Regions from separate parts of the Capsicum annuum genome. Here region 2 is linked to region 1. The links are chromatin contacts, called in public Hi-C maps. All regions are on one chromosome and are shown on one strand. The core of a region is the stretch at or near the end of the contact, and the rest is flanking DNA. Distances in the headings are between cores, read along the strand shown. Region 1 has its middle 22 kb from the start of LOC124900005. Region 2 overlaps LOC107853221 (DCN1-like protein 4).

Region 1 (3,949 bases), core at 730-3,229:
TGTTGGTTGTATTATGTCTAATCCACATGTACATACTGCATTACACTCTTACCACTAAATTAAAGTCCTCGAATTCCAAAATGAGGAAATGTGAAGACTATACTTTTTTGGAATTGAGCTTGGAGACGAGTCTGATATTTTTTCTTGTTGTTTCATAATTGTTGGCTTTAGTATAGTATTATATTTCACATGGTAATTATTACAAAATATTCATAGAAAGATGGAGAAAATAATAAAAGAATCGAGCAAGTGTATTTTTATTTTTTATTGTATTCTTGCAAGTTCTCTTTATACAAGTGAGTTACAACGGCTAAGTGAAGAAAAACAGGAATCACTGTAACTCATAGCTAAACAATTAAAGATAAAATATTCTACTCAGTTGCCTACTGCAAATCAAACTCTTGAAATAGAACTACACCTAAGAAATAGAAAATTTACTGCCAACAGGTCTTATAAACTAGGATAGCAGATAATAAACTAAGACATATCACGTGTTTCAATATTCCCTCCCTTAAACTGATGTTCTCAAAACATTCAGTTTAAATCTCTGAAGTCGCATCCACAAAAGAACAAACTCCAATTAATTTCCTAAGCTTCACAAATGATGGATGTTTGAGGGATTTGGTGAAAATTTCAGCTATCTGAGCTTCACTTCTGCAGTAGACAAGATCAATTACTCCATTTTCAGCGAGATCTCTTAAAAAAATGAAACCTTACATCAATATGCCTGCTTCTCCAATGAAAAACTGAATTTTTGGACAAATTTATAGTAGAACTGTTGTCGCAATAAATTGTTGTTGCTTTTTGTTGCTTGAAATTTAGCCCTGTAAGAATATTTCTTAGCCAAATGGCTTGCGAGGCACATGTAGTAGCAGCAACAAATTCAGCTTCAGTTATTGACAAAGTAACGATTGGTTGCTTCTTTGATGACTATGAGACTGCATCTAAACTCATCATAAACACATAGGCTGAAGTACTTTTCCGATCATCCAGGTCTCCAGCATAATCACTATCAAAAACCCAATCAGATCAATATTTTCACCCTTTTTGTTGAGCAATCCAAAATCCACAATACCTTTTAAGTATCGAAAGATCCTTTTTACAGCCAATAAATGTAATTCTTTTGGGTTCTCTATGAATTTGCTAATGAGACCTACGACATGTGTGATATCTGGCCTCATTGCTATCATATACATCAGACTTCCCATAATTTGTTTGAAAAAGGGTGTAATTGATCCTTTTTCCTTCAATAGCCTTTGTAAGCTTCAAGCCAACTTCTGATAATGAAGTGACAGGATTGCAATTGCTTATCTAAAACCTGTCTAAAGTTTCTCGCACATACTTCTTTTGAGAAAGAAATATTCCATCATCTGATTGCACTATTTCTATGCCAAGAAAGTAATGCGATATTCTAAGATCAGACATATCAAACTCAAGCATCATATACCTTTTAACTTTTCAAACATCACTATATCATTTCTCGTATAAATCAAATCATCTACATATAAGCACACAATCAACATTTTATCTCCATCTTCACACTTAGTATAGAGAGTATGCTCATATGGACATTTTTGAAAGCCCTCATTTTGAAAGTACGCATCTATACGACTATACCAAGCTCTAGGTGCTTGTTTTAGTCCCTAAAGAGCCTTCTTTGATATGCAAACTTTATACTTTTCCTCAATCTTAACATAACCAGGAGGTTGTTCAATAAATACCTGTTCTTGTAAGTCTCCATGTAGAAAAGCAAACTTCGCATCCAATTTATAGATGGGCCATGAATTTTGAGCAATTAATGCAATCACCAATCTGATCTTATCAAGTTTGACAACAGGAGCAAAAACTTCTCTGTAATCCACTCCAAATTTTTGTTTGTAGCCTTACGCTACCAACAGTGCCTTGTACTTATCAATCCTCCCATTCTCCTTCAATTTAGTTTTATAGACCCATTTTACTCCAATCATTTTGTGTCCAGCTGGTAGATCAACAAGCTCTCATATATTATTTTTTTCAATGGAGACAATTTCATCATCCATTGTCTTTCGCCTGTCACACCCCTTTCTTAACTCCCAAAAGGATTTTAATTTTAAAGTTCAAAAGGATTTTATTATTAAGTGACAAAAGATGAGAATTTGTTTCGAAAAAGATTATTTACTTTTAAACTCAGAGTCGCTACTTGACATAATTGGGTGTGCCAAGTCACCTTTGGGAATCTTTTTTCAAAACTATTTTTGACTCTTTTAAACTGATCTGCGAATAAAGATTCCGGTTAAGTAATTTTGTTAACCGAGTCGATCCCGTGGTTCGACCACGGTCGCTTGGTGGAGCATATCGGCTAATTCGACACTAAGAGTGTATAAACCACACAAAAACATACAAACCAATCAATCAAACAAATAAATCCAAAATTATAGTGTCCAGTCCAATTATTACAATACAAAAATAGAAAAATGCGAAAAAATATAAATCCTATTCTAAACTAATCCTAAACTATGCTCTGACGTTTTACCCGATGCCTTGGACCTTCATCACAGGCGTCCTCCGAGTACAAAATACTTCAGAACATTTCCTGAATAAATCAACACAAATACCTCGGGGCATTCCCCGGCCAAATGAGTATAATTTTTCAATGTGAGAAAACCAAACCATTCACCCAAATTTCAAACATTCAACAAAACCACAAATTCTAAACTTTGCCTACCCAACCTACGTTTGCCTATCTATTTCAATATATCATAATTCTACCACGTTTCAACAATATTTATGCACATTCCGAATTTAAACAAAACAAAAATAAACCAAAGTTAATCTAAATTTACCCTTTTTATCAATATCTCAATTCCAACACCACACAATCAATTTTACTTTTCAAACAAGATATCATTTCAACTTACAACTCATGATCAAGGCAACCAATTCCAAATCAAGACAACATGTGCTCATCACCAACAAGTATCAAGCAACACGCGAAACTTAATCCAAAAACACCAAAGCATAGTAAACAATAAAGTAGAAGAGGAAACAAATAGAATTTGACCTTTTGATGGTTGATTTCCATTGATAATAATGTTAAAGAAGATCCGCACTTGGAATCTCAAATAGAAAACCTCAATTGCGATAAATCCAACTCAGTATAGAGAAAAGCTAATCGGATAGCTTCAAAACCAGTGAGATAAACTTCGTTATACGAAACCCAACCACGAACGATGACGCAATTTGATCACGAAACCTCGAAACTTGATATTGACAATGAACCAAGAAATAGACGAACCCAAAAACTCCAACCACCTAACAGGAAATTGAAACCTAACTCGGACTGAGCTCCGACGAGCTCCAGTGACAGCCGAAACAGCGGGTCAAGATGGACGTTGGCGTGCTTCGATGTTTTTAGGCCGGATTTGCTTGGAAGTCATAAGAAACGAAGAGGTTTCAGCAATTTCAGGACTGGTCTGACAAATCGACACACGTTGGATGAAGTTACAGCAAAGATCTCGCCCAAAACATACTAAAATCGCTGATTTACTGCTTCCTCTTCCGACTGATCTCGAACCCCCTCAATTTTATCTCTATCTAAAGAGGTGTGTGTGCTTTGAAGAGAAGAAGATGATCCCCATTCTTTTTTTTTCTTTCACTGGTTTGTGAGTGTATGGATGGAGAAGAAGAGTGAATAGTATGTGTTGTTGTCAAGAAGAAAAAATAGGGATGAAAAAGATCGAGTCTCTCTGGTGTAGTGTGTGCCTATCCTTGCTTCTCTATTTTTTCTTAGAAGCTATTGGTGTATATATCAATAATGAAGAAGACCCTCAGTGATCTGTGTCCCTACTCTTTGTTACCATGGCCCCCCCTTGAGGTGGTGTCTTTATGTTTATTGTGTATTTGTTTGTGGCCATGAAAAGGGAGGGGTCACGTGGGATAGGGTAAGGGTAGGGGTATAGGGTGATTAGGT
Region 2 (3,767 bases), core at 526-3,025, 76 kb after region 1:
TACAAAGAAAAAAATGTATCTTCATTAGATGTATCGGGAGCTAATCATGTATTTCGACAGATCCAAAATTGAGATTTAAAATAATTATGCAAAATATCAGATTTTTTTTTAATTAACCTCCAGACTGTCGGGATTTAGGTTGTTTGACTAAATATCATTATAGTAAATGAATGGAAAAGTCAAATAGTAAAAAATTTACTATCCAAGATCATAATTAAAAGGATGGAAAATCATTCAACAATAAAAGGATTTACTTTCCAAATCATAATTAAAAGGATGGAAGTCATTAAATAGTAAAAAGATTTACTATTCAAGATCATAATTAAAAAGATGGAAAGTCATTTGATAGTAAAAAGCTTATAGCAAGTGAATCATTTCTTAATGCTATATAAGCAGCTTGGTTCTTCATCATTTTCATTATCAAATATACATTTTGAAGAAATCTTAACCAAAAAAAAAAAAAAGGGCAAACTTTTTGTCTTTGTTTAAAATTATTTTCTTTTGGTGTTGTGTTTCATGGGCAATGCAGGTATATCATCTGTTCACTTTAGACTTTTACTTACAAAATAATAAGATAGAAAAATATATATATTATTAATACGCTGGGTATGAATAGTTCGAAATTTCTTCATCTTTAATCAAAAATCTCGATTTGAGACTCTAGACTACAACGCATGAATTCAGATTTAGTCGGAGCTCAACACTGGTCTCAAATCAAAACTAGTTGAGATCAATAACATCATGAAATGTGGTGGAATGCAACAAAATCTAAAACTAGTTAAATTTATCATTATCCTTTACATATATTTAATTATATTAATTAATTCTTACATTTATTTTTTCTTCATGACAGAAGCAAATATTTGTCAAGAAAAAAGCAGCACATTCACTGGTGTACAGACGCATGTAGAAGTGAAGGTTATCAATTTGGAACTTGTAGTGACACCAAAGAATGTTACTGCATGAAGCCATGTCCTCCCAAATAAATGATTAATCTTCAATAATAATAATTTTATGTTTTTTATTACTTTTTGATATCATTGTATTTGTATGAGGCTCAAATAAATATATATAAGTCTACTTTGATGATCAATCTATCTATGCATGTTACTTTGTTCGTTTTAATTTGTTTGTCTGATTTGAATTTGATATAAAGTTTTGAATCTTTTGGAGTCTTATTTAACTACGGACTTATAGAATAATCTTGTGCATGTTCTTAAACATATCATGTGAAATTTAAAACTAAAGAGTTGTCAAAAAAAAATAAGAGAAATTCTTTTTGTTATATTCGAATCAGTTTTTGTGCATCTCAACCAATTTTAGTAACTTTGATTGGTTGCCAAAATGCTTAAGGAGTTTGCTCCAAGATTTGACCCCCTCTTCGAAGGAATTCTCGAAGGCTACATCAACAACATACTCAATTTGGTTCCACGTGAAAATTTGGGAGAGTGAATATACCCAAACCAGACCTTACCGACTCAATTTGGTTCCACGTAGAAATTTAGGAGAGTGAATATACCCAGACCAGACCTTATCTCTAGCTTTGTGGGGGGTTCATGAAGGCTATGCTGAACAACATACATAAGAAGGGACAAACAATGTGAGTGGAGGTTACCAATAGCATCCTTTGACTCTTCTTTGATAACTAAGAAATCCCCAAGAGATGATTCAAAACTCGATGGATGATGAACCCATCCCTCTACCTTTCTTCGCTTATTTATCACGCTTTTCTATGCAGCAACATTCAAACCCCGACACGCGCCAACCCACACACCCCTGACACGCGCTAACCCACACACCACCACTACGCTCTTATCACTAGACCAAAACTCTTGAGGCCTTGAATTAGGATACTATGAAGGCTAATTTTGTGAAATTGTGCATGAGACAAGGTTATTGGATCATATCTCAATTCAATCTCATCACTAGGATATGCTATAGAAAAGCGGGAAGGGAGGAGTCCACATGTGCTCAACAACAACAATGTTATCCTAATCCCACAGTGGGATCTAGGGAGGATGGTGCATACGCAGCCTTACTCCTATCATGTCTTGGCTCAAGTAACAAGTCCATATGTGCTCAACAACAACATAATGTAATCCCACAATGGGATCTGGAGAAGATGGTGCATACGCAACCTTACCCCTATCTTGTGAACATAGTGAGGTAAGGTTGTTTCTGATAACCTTCGACTTAAGTAACAAGTCCATATGTGCTGACATTAAACATTGGAAGATTGTAAACACATTTAGCTTCACTTCAAGATGCTGCTTTTTACTCCATCCATTCACAAGTATGACTTACCAAATAGAAATCAAATGATCCATATGACTATGTAACTGGTGAAACTTCAAAATCAAGAAATAAGTTGACCAAAAAGAGGTGTAGCATAGATTTAGTCTGTAACTTTTGAAGAAATAAAAACACAAAAATTGAAAAGGTTTCTGCAAGTGTTTTTCAAGAAAAAAAAACTTAGTATCCCCCCCCTTGACACATGTGTTAAACCCCTCCTCAAGCATGCAAGTTCTGTAGCAGAAAGAAACCCAGTCTCCACACTGAATAGTGCAGCTGTCATGAATCGTGCAAGCAAAAACTGCGCGCACACTTCAAATTCTTTTCGTTAGCCATTTACAAGAACTCATATCCACACGTACATCAGTTTTGCTTTTCTTTCATCCACTCTACAAAATTATCCAAAATCACAGGCCATGCTTGATCGGTGTCATAGTTTTCAAGTCCTGGAAAGCTAACCTGCAAAAAGCTCAAAGATCGTTGAGAAAAAAGAGATTCAATAAAATGTAAAAATGTTGCAGCTAAGATATAAACCTATGCCAAAGGGATTCAATAGTTTTATATATATACAAGAAAATTGTTACTTCTACCCTTTTACCACAGTGCAAATTTCCGGCTAAGGGGATTCAATTGAACCACCTTCACCAAAAGGTACAGCTACTGGTGATCCCATGTGTCTGATCATAGTGCAAAAGATAGTCGATAGAAATAAAAGAGACAAGAACCAGAAAGGTAAAATGAAATCTTTTGTTTCTGCTAAATTATCATTCCCATAATACTCGGGTAGACGAAAAGTGGGCAATATGGAATATAATTATTTGTATGGTCCTCAAGGCTTGGCATAAGTTAGAATTTGGTCCCACTCGTCTAATCATATCACCCTGAATTACATATTTTGAGAGTGGTGTTTATATAGTGCGTTTGACGAAGCACAAGTCTAAAACTGGAAGAAGAATGTCATAATGCATATTGAAGAAAAGGGAACGAGAGCCCGACAAAAATGAAAATAGGAAAAGACAGGAAGACATGGAGCATCTTTAATGTTGGCTATGGCTATATGAGCCCCCTTCACTAACCATATATCCTCATTTTTAATTTATAGCGGACCAACATAAAATATTTCATTTTAAGCTAAAAGGAACTATACAACAAAAATAGTTTACCTCTTGGCAAAATCGAAGAAAATTGGTCCATTGATCCATGTTGATCACCTTATAATCAGCCTGATTCTAGTACGAAGGAAAAGACAGAATCAGTGCTGTCAAATAAAATAAGAAATGAAAATTATTCACTTAACATCGTTGCCGTAACTTAATCTTCCGAACAGGATAAAAGCCTAAATGCTAGGGTCCTTCAGGCAATTATTAAGAAGAGTTCAGCGTCTGAAACTAGGCACATATCATTATCATAAACTTTACATATGTGATATCAAAAGATATTGAGAACATGTAGGTGAGTACCTACCTTGAGAAACT

The links. Hi-C and Micro-C count contacts between places; a contact is called where the count stands out from the background.
Region 2: a Hi-C map of leaf shows a contact between it and region 1, with 4 times the contacts expected there. The contact joins two enhancer-like sites. A contact is called at or near these places in 2 of 5 Hi-C or Micro-C datasets (bud and leaf).

Annotation. Positions count from the first base shown.
Region 1 is chr7:6,618,127-6,622,075 of UCD10Xv1.1, forward strand. No RefSeq gene overlaps it. Among protein-coding and RNA genes, the nearest start is that of LOC124900005, 22 kb to the left of the region's middle. Within about 2 kb of position 1,980, at least 4 of the 5 cell types and tissues checked have an H3K27ac peak or open chromatin away from gene starts, as enhancers often do. A contact at or near this core is called in leaf, where this site is marked.
Region 2 is chr7:6,694,511-6,698,277 of UCD10Xv1.1, forward strand. It overlaps LOC107853221 (DCN1-like protein 4), which reads right to left. Exons shown (of 9, transcript XM_016698219.2): 7 at 3,757-3,767; 8 at 3,456-3,521; 9 at 2,369-2,751. The coding sequence ends at 2,656. Among protein-coding and RNA genes, the nearest start is that of LOC107853221, 16 kb to the right of the region's middle. Within about 2 kb of position 1,776, at least 1 of the 5 cell types and tissues checked has an H3K27ac peak or open chromatin away from gene starts, as enhancers often do. A contact at or near this core is called in leaf, where this site is marked.